Linked DNA regions of Mus musculus: all the other regions are linked to region 1. The links are chromatin contacts, called in public HiChIP or PLAC-seq maps. All regions are on one chromosome and are shown on one strand. The core of a region is the stretch at or near the end of the contact, and the rest is flanking DNA. Distances in the headings are between cores, read along the strand shown. Region 1 has its middle 33 kb from the start of Lncppara. Region 2 overlaps Celsr1 (cadherin, EGF LAG seven-pass G-type receptor 1). Region 3 overlaps Atxn10 (ataxin 10).

Evidence for each region. HiChIP or PLAC-seq counts read pairs in DNA pulled down with a chosen protein or histone mark.
Region 2: a contact with region 1 is called in a FOXA1 HiChIP or PLAC-seq map of pancreatic cancer cells. The contact joins two enhancer-like sites. A contact is called at or near these places in 1 of 39 promoter capture datasets (the C10 cell line) and 3 of 115 datasets of contacts at active chromatin or transcription factors (embryonic stem cells, memory CD8 T cells and pancreatic cancer cells).
Region 3: a contact with region 1 is called in a FOXA1 HiChIP or PLAC-seq map of pancreatic cancer cells. The contact joins two enhancer-like sites. A contact is called at or near these places in 1 of 15 datasets of contacts at CTCF or cohesin (the NIH/3T3 cell line) and 2 of 115 datasets of contacts at active chromatin or transcription factors (embryonic stem cells and pancreatic cancer cells).

The regions. Positions count from the first base shown.
Region 1 is chr15:85,669,660-85,672,557 of GRCm38.p6, reverse strand. No RefSeq gene overlaps it. Among named protein-coding and RNA genes, the nearest start is that of Lncppara, 33 kb to the left of the region's middle. Within about 2 kb of position 1,432, at least 212 of the 459 cell types and tissues checked have an H3K27ac peak or open chromatin away from gene starts, as enhancers often do. A contact at or near this core is called in the NIH/3T3 cell line and pancreatic cancer cells, where this site is marked.
Region 2 is chr15:86,013,758-86,016,655 of GRCm38.p6, reverse strand. The region is part of intron 1 of Celsr1 (cadherin, EGF LAG seven-pass G-type receptor 1); the gene reads left to right. Among named protein-coding and RNA genes, the nearest start is that of Celsr1, 19 kb to the left of the region's middle. Within about 2 kb of position 1,390, at least 76 of the 459 cell types and tissues checked have an H3K27ac peak or open chromatin away from gene starts, as enhancers often do. A contact at or near this core is called in pancreatic cancer cells, where this site is marked.
Region 3 is chr15:85,406,092-85,408,989 of GRCm38.p6, reverse strand. The region is part of intron 9 of Atxn10 (ataxin 10); the gene reads right to left. Among named protein-coding and RNA genes, the nearest start is that of Gm23517, 56 kb to the right of the region's middle. Within about 2 kb of position 1,444, at least 46 of the 459 cell types and tissues checked have an H3K27ac peak or open chromatin away from gene starts, as enhancers often do. A contact at or near this core is called in the NIH/3T3 cell line and pancreatic cancer cells, where this site is marked.

The DNA.
Region 1 (2,898 bases), core at 183-2,682:
TTCACCCTAAACAAGCTCTCTGAAAATGTCCATCTAGCATCAAAAAATATTTTTAAAGTAAAAAGGGTTTAGTAAAACAGGTCAAATTGTTGAGAAAGGACTTAGGCTTCCAAACAACATTTCCAAACACCCCCCCCAACAGATGTTTTCTCTTTTCTATTGTTTAAAATGTCTGCTATAATATTTTATACGCTCGATAAAATCTCTACAAGGCTAGCAGACCCTACACCTGAGATCAGAAACTGTGTTTCACAAATCCCAAGTTCCGGATGGAGGACAGTGTGGTGTTCTCTGCAAGCTGCCTGGCTTTGGGTTCGAGAGCAACCTACCTGGAATGTGTCCCCGACTCTGAAAGATCCCTGCAGTAGGACCCCTCTTAGAAATCTGCCCATTAAATATTTAAATGCTAAGGAGCTAAAGTGAAAAAGGCTCTTACCTCTCCAACCTTGATCATGCCCGCGGCGCACACGTCCACCGCCCTGCCAGACCACGTCTTGGCCGCCGCTAGCGCTGCGCTGGCATGCCCGCGGCCGCTGGCTGGAGTCCGGGGTGACTTGCGTTGGGCTCCTGGGCGCGCAGAAACAGCCGAGGGCAGTGCGGAGCCGCTCCCGCAACTCTTCGCAGGGTGGGACGGCCTCTGGCCAGCTTACGGCGAGGCCCCAAACCCGGGACCCACCGCTCTCCGGGCTTCTGCAGTCTTACATCCAACGACCCACCACGCAAGAGTGGCCCGAAGGATCGAGTCACGCGTCCACGGCTGGCGCCACTGGAGACCTTTGTCCCGGACGCCAACGAGAGTGTGCGGGCCCGCGTGCGCCCACGCCCTGCCGCGGAGGACCGGGCCGGCGTGCTCCGTGACTTTCTCCAAGTTCACGTGCATCCCGGAGCGGCCAGGCGGGCGCAGCGGGCCCGGACGCTCAGAGCCTGGCCGTCGGGCGGGCTCGGGACCCAGCGGCCCAGGGCGCGAGCGTGGCCACGGTGAGAGCCACCGGGGGCGGCCGGAGGGCACCGGGACGGAGCGGGCCACTCGTCTGGCGCTGCCCGGGCTCCGAATGCAGCGGTGGCTTGGCACAGACGCGCCGCGCGCCCGGTGCATGCTAATGGCCGGCGGGCGCGCCATGAATTATTCAGCAGCGGCGCGGAGAGGACGAGCGCGGCTCGGAGGGCGGCCTGGGCCGCGCGTCCCCCGCCGCTGCAGAGCGGCCGCACCGACTTCCCAAACTTTCCCCGGCCCGCACCGAGGATGCGGCCCCCGCGGCGCCGCGGTCCCCGCCCGAGCGCGCTGGCCGCGCTTCCCCCGTTGCCGCCTATTTTATGTCTTTTGTCTCGGAGTTGGCACCTGTCCCAGAGAGCGCGTTTCCCTGCCCACCCCTTCGCCGCCGGATCGGGGCGGGGGAGGGGGCACGGGGGACCGGGGAGGAGGGGACGAGGGAAGCGAGGCGCCCGCGCGCCCTGCGTCCTGGGGAGACCGCCCGGGGGCGGTGGCGGCGGCCGTGCCCGAGCACCCGGGCACCCCTGCTCCGCGGGGAGGTCAGGGTTGCGAACGCGCCCGGAATACCAACGAGGCCGCTGTGCCCGCTGCGGGCCCGTGCGTCCGGGCGCCGCCCCTCCCGGGCGGCCCCCACCCAGACGGGCGCGCTTGGGCTGGGAGGGCGGCGGGAGCTGCGGATTCGCCGCCCCGGCCCCGCGCCTGGCCCCGCAGCTCCGCGTGCGCGCCCCCGCAGGCACGCCGCCCCGGGCGCTCCCCGCTTGCGCGCGCCCGCCCCGCGGCCCCGCCCGTCGCCTTCGCGCGCCCACCCCACTGGGCACCGCACCGCGGAGACCCACCGGTAGAGCCCCGGGGCCAACGCAGCGGGGAGGGCTGAGCAGGAGCGCGTCCCCTGCCCGCGCTGCCCGCGCCACCCGCGCCGCCTTGGCACGGAGGCGGCTGCCCGGGCGCGCTCCGCGGCTGCGCTCCAAGGCTCTGGCTGCCATGATTGCGGGCAGTACCGGGACGCGCGTGCACGCTCGGGGCCGATTGGGACCCTCGGTCTACAGGATCCCCCTCTGCCCGCCCGCAGCCTGGTACGCGCAGAGGACAGCCGCCAGGGTCACGGAGCTCTAGATAGCGTACTGAGACAACGTTGTGGGCCCGATAGTGGCAGTGGCTTCCCGCAGGAAGGGCGCGCGCATGGGCGACCCAGCCAGTCCAACGGAGCAAGGGGCGCGGTGCCCAGCGGGGTACGGCAGGGAGAGCACACAACCTCTCGAATGGGTATGGGAAGTAATGCACAGAACTGAGCATGCAAAGGGGCCGTGCAAGGTGCCTGGGAAGGCATGGGATTCGCGGAGGCATGTTGCCCAGAGCTGGTGCCCACCTCCAGGCTCGCTCCTTTCCCGCTGGAAACAACTTCCTGCTATTAGGACTGGGGCACGGGAGCTGCGAGGGTAGTTCAAGGCCATGGCTTTGCTCTCAGCCCTTCAGCGACACTGCTGGCTCCAGGCCACCCCGGGCCCCTAAAAGGGGGAATGGGACGGCTGGGCTCCAGGACCTGGTTATTGGTTAGAATGCCAAGGAGGCCGCAGCGTCTTTCAGATCGCTTCACTGGCGCGCACAAGCGTTTTCCAAACACAGGCCAGCCTGGGCCTCAGGCTCTCAGAGACACATGTGAACACAGGGTCCCTAGACTTGGATTCCCTCCTCCTGTCCAGACATGCTCTGGATCACAGCCACTTGGACCTGGCTGGTTCTGGAGGTGTATGATAGCCCGTTGACGACCAGGGCCAGAGAGAACAAGGCCTCCAGGGCCCATCCCACAATCTCTGTGCCTGTCTCCCCCCTCCTCCTCCCCACTGGCCTTGGCATTCTAACCAGTGTCCTTTGACGTCATATCTCGCCATTTCTGTCAACCAATTGAA
Region 2 (2,898 bases), core at 141-2,640, 340 kb before region 1:
CTGAGGTTCAGGTGAAGGCCAACAGTGGCTAGGCAGAGGCCTGGGAGTTTGTATCACTGTCTGGCCAGAGGATTGACTGGCAAAATAAAACAGTTCTCTGCCCATCTTGTGTGTCAGGAACCTGTCCTTGGACCTGCCCTCCTAGTATCATCCAGAGCAGCAGCTAAGTGGGCGCTATCTTGAAAGGCTACCGAAGTTGGGGAGGGTGGGGCTCAGGACAGAGCCAGCCGCCTGGGCAGATGTGGGGTTTAGAGTAGATGCCAGGAGGCTTGGAGTAGGTCTAGGGTGTCCACCCCCGAGTCTGAGGGCAGGATTGCTAGGGCGCAGGCAACACTCCCTGGGTGAGGGGGAGCCTCCGGGGTTTTCTTGCTGTAACATGCTGTGGGGGTGTGTGTGTGGGGGGAAGGGGATGACTCAGTGAGGTGGGTGAGGCAGGAAGTTCATTCAGAAACGCTTCTTCTTGCAAGGCTGAGGTATGAGCTGAGGCCCGGGATGCGGCTGATCTGAGCACAGACTCTCTTGCAGAGGTTTGGCTGACCTCTGACCTAGGGAGGATGGACCATGGAGTCAGTCTGTCCTGAGAAGGAGCTGGGAACGCCATTGTTTCTGTCTTCTGGCAGGCGCTGCCTGATGACATACAGATACTGTTGCGGTGACATTACACCGTGTCCCTTATCACACTGCCTCCCACCTCCACTGTGCTAGGTCAGGCTGCCTGGCAGCCAGAGAGGCACAGCCTTGGCCTCCCCAAAGGGTGGACCTTGGACCTAGCTCCTTATATGTTGGTGGCAGGTGGCTATGATAGAGGTGGGGGCTCACTAAAAGCAGTCAAAAAGCCCTGGCCTCAGGAGCCTTCAGTGTCCTTATCCTGAGCCCTTGGGGGACTCCCACCAGATGCCTGCCTATGCCTCTTGGGTCTGAGAGTGGGCACTGCAGACATTCACTCCCCAAACCAAGCTGCTCAGGGCCCATTGGGTAAAGAGAGACCTATGGTCCCGTTTGTGGGGTGATCTCAGCTGTCTTAGTCAGGGTTTCTATTCCTGCACAAACATCATGACCAAGAAGCAGTTGGGGAGGAAAGGGTTTATTCGGCTTACATTTCCATACTGCTGTTGATCACCAAAGGATGCAGGACTGGAATTCAAGCAGGTCAGAAAGCAGGAGCTGATGCAGAGGCCATGGAGGGATGTTCTTTATTGGCTTGCCTCCCCTGGCTTGCTCTCTTATAGAACCCAAGACAACCAGCCCAGAGATGGTCCCACCCACAAGGGGCCTTTCCCCTTTGATCACTAATTGAGAAAATGCCTTACAGTTGGATCTCTTGAAGGCGTCTCCCCAACTGAAGCTCCTTTCTCTGTGATAAGTCCAGCCTGTGTCTAGTTGACACCCCAAACCAGCCAGTACATCAGCCTTGCCATTTTCTCAGCCTGGAGCACTGCCAGAGGACTATAAACAAACATGGAGAGGAGTCAGCAGATTACGAGTTATAAACAATACTTCACAGCTTACATGGTCATTGTTATTCCAAGTGGGCGTCAGTGAGCTTCGGTTTATTGGGAAACTCTTTATGCAGATGAAGTTTGAATGCCCACGCGTGGTGTGTACCGTGGGTCTGGCCCCTCAGCAGGGCAGACAACGGCCCATGGGCAGTATCAAGTTGATCTTGCCTCTTGGAGATTGTTCACATTCTCCAGCCGTAGCTTGAGGGGTGCTGGCTTCCCCGACTTTGCTGTATGTGATTTCTGTTTCATCGGACACCTTGGGGGTCCTCAGGGGCCCTAGGTGAGGATGGATTTGAACCTGGGTTTTAAGTCTCCACGTAGAATCACAGATGCTTTTCTCCCCTTGGGTGTCTCCTAGGCAGAGGAGTAGCTGTTATTCCCTCTTATAGTCCCAGGCCCTGTTGCAGTACTGAATTCCAGATTCCTCTCGGGCTGCCTGGCCTGAATGCTATAATTCGGAGAGGCAGCTGTGGAGGGGACCTCAGACCTCAGTTTGGATGGTGCTTGAGGAGGTCACTCAGCACCACCCCCACCCCCTTTAAAGTTTATTTCTTTTTATTTTATGTGTATATGTGTTTGCCTGCATGTATGTATGTGCACCACGTGTGTGCAGTGCCCATAGAGGCCAGAAGAGGAGCTGCATTGGGGGGGGGGCTCGAGGCCTAGAGGGTGAGTCGATGTCCCTCCTGGAGTTAGCAGGATACAAGGAGAAAGTCACAAGTGACTGTCTTAACGTTTCCCGGCAGAGGACAGTCCTGTTTGCGCTGGGCTGAACAGTGAGCCGAGACCAGTGATTATCTGAGAATTGCTCTCAGAGATGGCATATGTTTTGTGCATGTCACCTCATCCTGGAGTCACTATACCTAGGGGGTTCCCCTGCTGCCGTTGATCCTCCATACCTGCTCTCAGTACCTCTCCCCATTAGGGCATTCCGCCTGAGGCCCCTTCAGGAGCCCTGAGGGAGCTGTGTAGTCAGTCTTCATACTTGCCCTGGGCTTCTTGTGGCCTGCCTTCCTGTGGTTCTCCATGCTGTAGGTGTTTAGCCCGAATTCCAGGGACAAGAAAGATAACAATAGTTTTATCAATAGCTTTATTGGTACAGGAGGAGAGGTTCGTTCACAGCGTGCTATTTGGGAGAGCTAAGATGCTGTGATAAACCGAATGGTTGCAGTTGGGATTTAAAAGCCTGGGGGTGGGGGTGGGGGTGAGTTAGTGGGGCGTGGCAGATGTTATGGGCTGCTGGGAAGCTAGCTGGATGCTCTGTACCACGCTGCTGGGTGGACTGCAGGTTCATTGGCCACTGCTTTGTCCCGTGACCCTCAGGAGCCTCCAGCTGCGCCTTTCCAACCGCTCATTGTCCTGTCCTGAACTGTATACTCCCAGGTGGAAACCTGAC
Region 3 (2,898 bases), core at 195-2,694, 260 kb after region 1:
TCTGAGCCACAGGCCAGAGAAGGGCATGGGACAGCACTCAGGCCAGGCTGTACACGCAGCTCAGGGGCACCTGGCTGCAGCCCAGGCTTACTGAGCCATAGATCCTGCCAGCAATGTGTCACTATGTCGGTCACTGCTATACACACTGGTAAGTATCAACTGAAATTTGAATTTGTGTGTCTATCACAAAGGCGAAACTTTGTTCCTTTTTTACAAATTCAACAAAATTAATAAATTGTAGACACAGTAGAAATTATCTCAGTGTAGGCTAAAATGATGAGATTATTTGAAGATAATATTTGAAGATTTGTGGAGCCAGAGCTTATTTTCCTAGTAAATTTAAGCTGAATCATATGTACAATTACTAGCAAAGAATAACTCAAAAAGAGTACCAAGCACCAAGTAACCCAAGGGGATTCTTCTGTACTTTCTATTGATGCTCTGACCTAGTCTGATTCCTGTTGCGGTGACAAATACCATAACCGAAACAACTTGAGGGGAAAGGGTTCATGTCACCTTACAAGTTACAGTCCATGATCCAAAGAAGCCAGGGCAGGGGCTCACAAAGACAGAAACTACAGGAGGGACCACAGAGGAATGCTGCTCACTGGCTTGTTCTTCAGATTCAAGTTCAGCCACCTTTTTATTTAACTCAGGCCCATCCGCCTAGAGATGGCACTGCTAAGTGGGCTGGGCCTTCCTACATCAATAAACAACCAAGAAAATACCTCACAGAAATGCCCATAGACCAATCTGAAGGAGACAACTGCACATTCAGGGTCCCTTTACCAGGAGTGCTAAAATGACAACCAAGATTAGCCATTACAAATGCATGACTACTCTCTTATTTTTTGAAATATATTTTATTATGCGCATGTAGATGCTTGCATGTCTGCCATTGGAGCATGTAAAGGTCAGATGATGGCTTGTCAGAGTCCAGTCTCACCTTCCCTATCAGGTGGTTCTGAGGACTGAACTCAGGTCATTAGGCATGTAACAAGTACCTTACACACCGAGCCATTTTGCCAGATTGCTATTTAATCTTCTAAAATGGCTAGAAATGATTTCTCAGTATTAAAAACGATATTTTAAAGGGACAAAAATGATTTTTTTCTAACACTCTTCAAGTTCTCAACAAATCATCCTCTACTCCCCACTTCTAGGAGCCAAAAGGGGCAACAGCAGACTTTTGAATTCAGGTCAGGATGCCCAATGAACCAGCTGTTCCCAGGGGAGAGGGAGCAATATGGAAGGCAGGGAGTTAGGGAGTTTAAAACCAACTAGTGCGAAGTTTCTGCTGATCTCCTCTAAGGCTGAGGGAGAGCAGAGGCAACTACTCAAGGTTTCCAGAGCTGAAATCATAGCAGGTAAGCAGCATGCTCTCCCTCCCCTCCCTAATCCTGTGGCCTGCCTAGCCTACTAGTCAGACTTTTCCTGTCAACACCCTTCAACCACAGGCAACTCAGCCTTCCCCAGCCTTCCTCCTCCACAGTCCCTCTGGCTGGCTGTCCTAGGCTGCAGCTAGGAAGGACAGTCACTCACAACTGTGTGGAGGAGGCCCCAGGTGTCCTGGGGACATTGGAAATTCTCTCCCGGACTCCATTCCTCAGGTTGATCCGTCCTCTTGCAGCCTCAGCCACAGATCACAGGTTCAGGACTAAAGAAAATGAATCTTAGCTCAGACCCCTCCTCTTGTCCCCAACTCTGCAGGCCACTGACTTAATTTAAACATTTCCTCCTGGATTTTTCCAGCAGGTAAATTTGACATTGTCACTAGTTATACTACTAAGCAAATAGCAATGAATCATTCCCAGAAATTATTTGTGCATTAAACAAATTAATGAAATGTCCAAGAGTAGCATGAGCTAAATGGAGCCTGTGGCAGGATGTGTGATGTAAGATGTCACTGACACAAGAAATATAAGCAACTCTACTGACAGAAGAATCTCCCCCCCCACACACACACACACAGATAAACTGTGAGAGGCTCCATTCGCACAGTAATGGGCACCTCTCAGAGGGGCCTCAAAGCCACCTGAGTCAGAAAACTACAAACAGAAGCTGGAAGCAGCTTAGGAAATGCCTGCCATTCTGTCACAATTGTTTTATGTGCTTATTTTAGTTCTTTTTCCTTAAGTGATTAAAAACAACTGTCTACTCTGTTTGTGGAATATGTTGATATATTAATTTTCTTTTTATCAATGTTTCTTTTTTGGAAAGATCAATGTTTCAAGACTGCATTCCATATTACTTAACTTAAAATAATCTGGAAAACCAAGGGAATTCATGCTTAATTTACAAAAGCCACTATAACTCTCATACTTGAAAGATATGGGTTATCCCACATACATTTGCAGATATAAATCAATCCTATGATCACACCATAGAAAACCCTAAGAGAAACAGCCCTGGATAACTAGGTGCCCCAGTGACAATTCCTAAGCCGTGGTCATGCCAGGGCTGAGCAGATAAGGAAACTGAGAATGTGTCTGGCAAGATTCTGGTGCTCTCTACCACTGATTCTATGAGACCCAGGCAAGTTATTTAATGTCCACATACCTGAGTTTGCAAATGAAGATGGGATAACAGTGTCCACTTTCAAAAAGTATCACGAAGATAAATACACTGATAAAAGCAAGGGCTCAAAGGGGTGCCAGGCACAGTGTAAGGACTGCACAGTGCTCACTCTGCTGCTGGCACTGATGCTACAGATGTCCAGTGTGGAAGCAGCTAGCCTTTGCAAGCTCTTGACTAAGGCTCAACATGTCTGTTTTTCCCATCTGAGTATCTAAGTTAATACTTTTCCTGAAAAGAAATACAGAGCTTCCAAATACATACAAATTATTATTGCTAGTGGGATAAGGAGTTATGGGGTATCTGGTTACTAGGGTATCGACA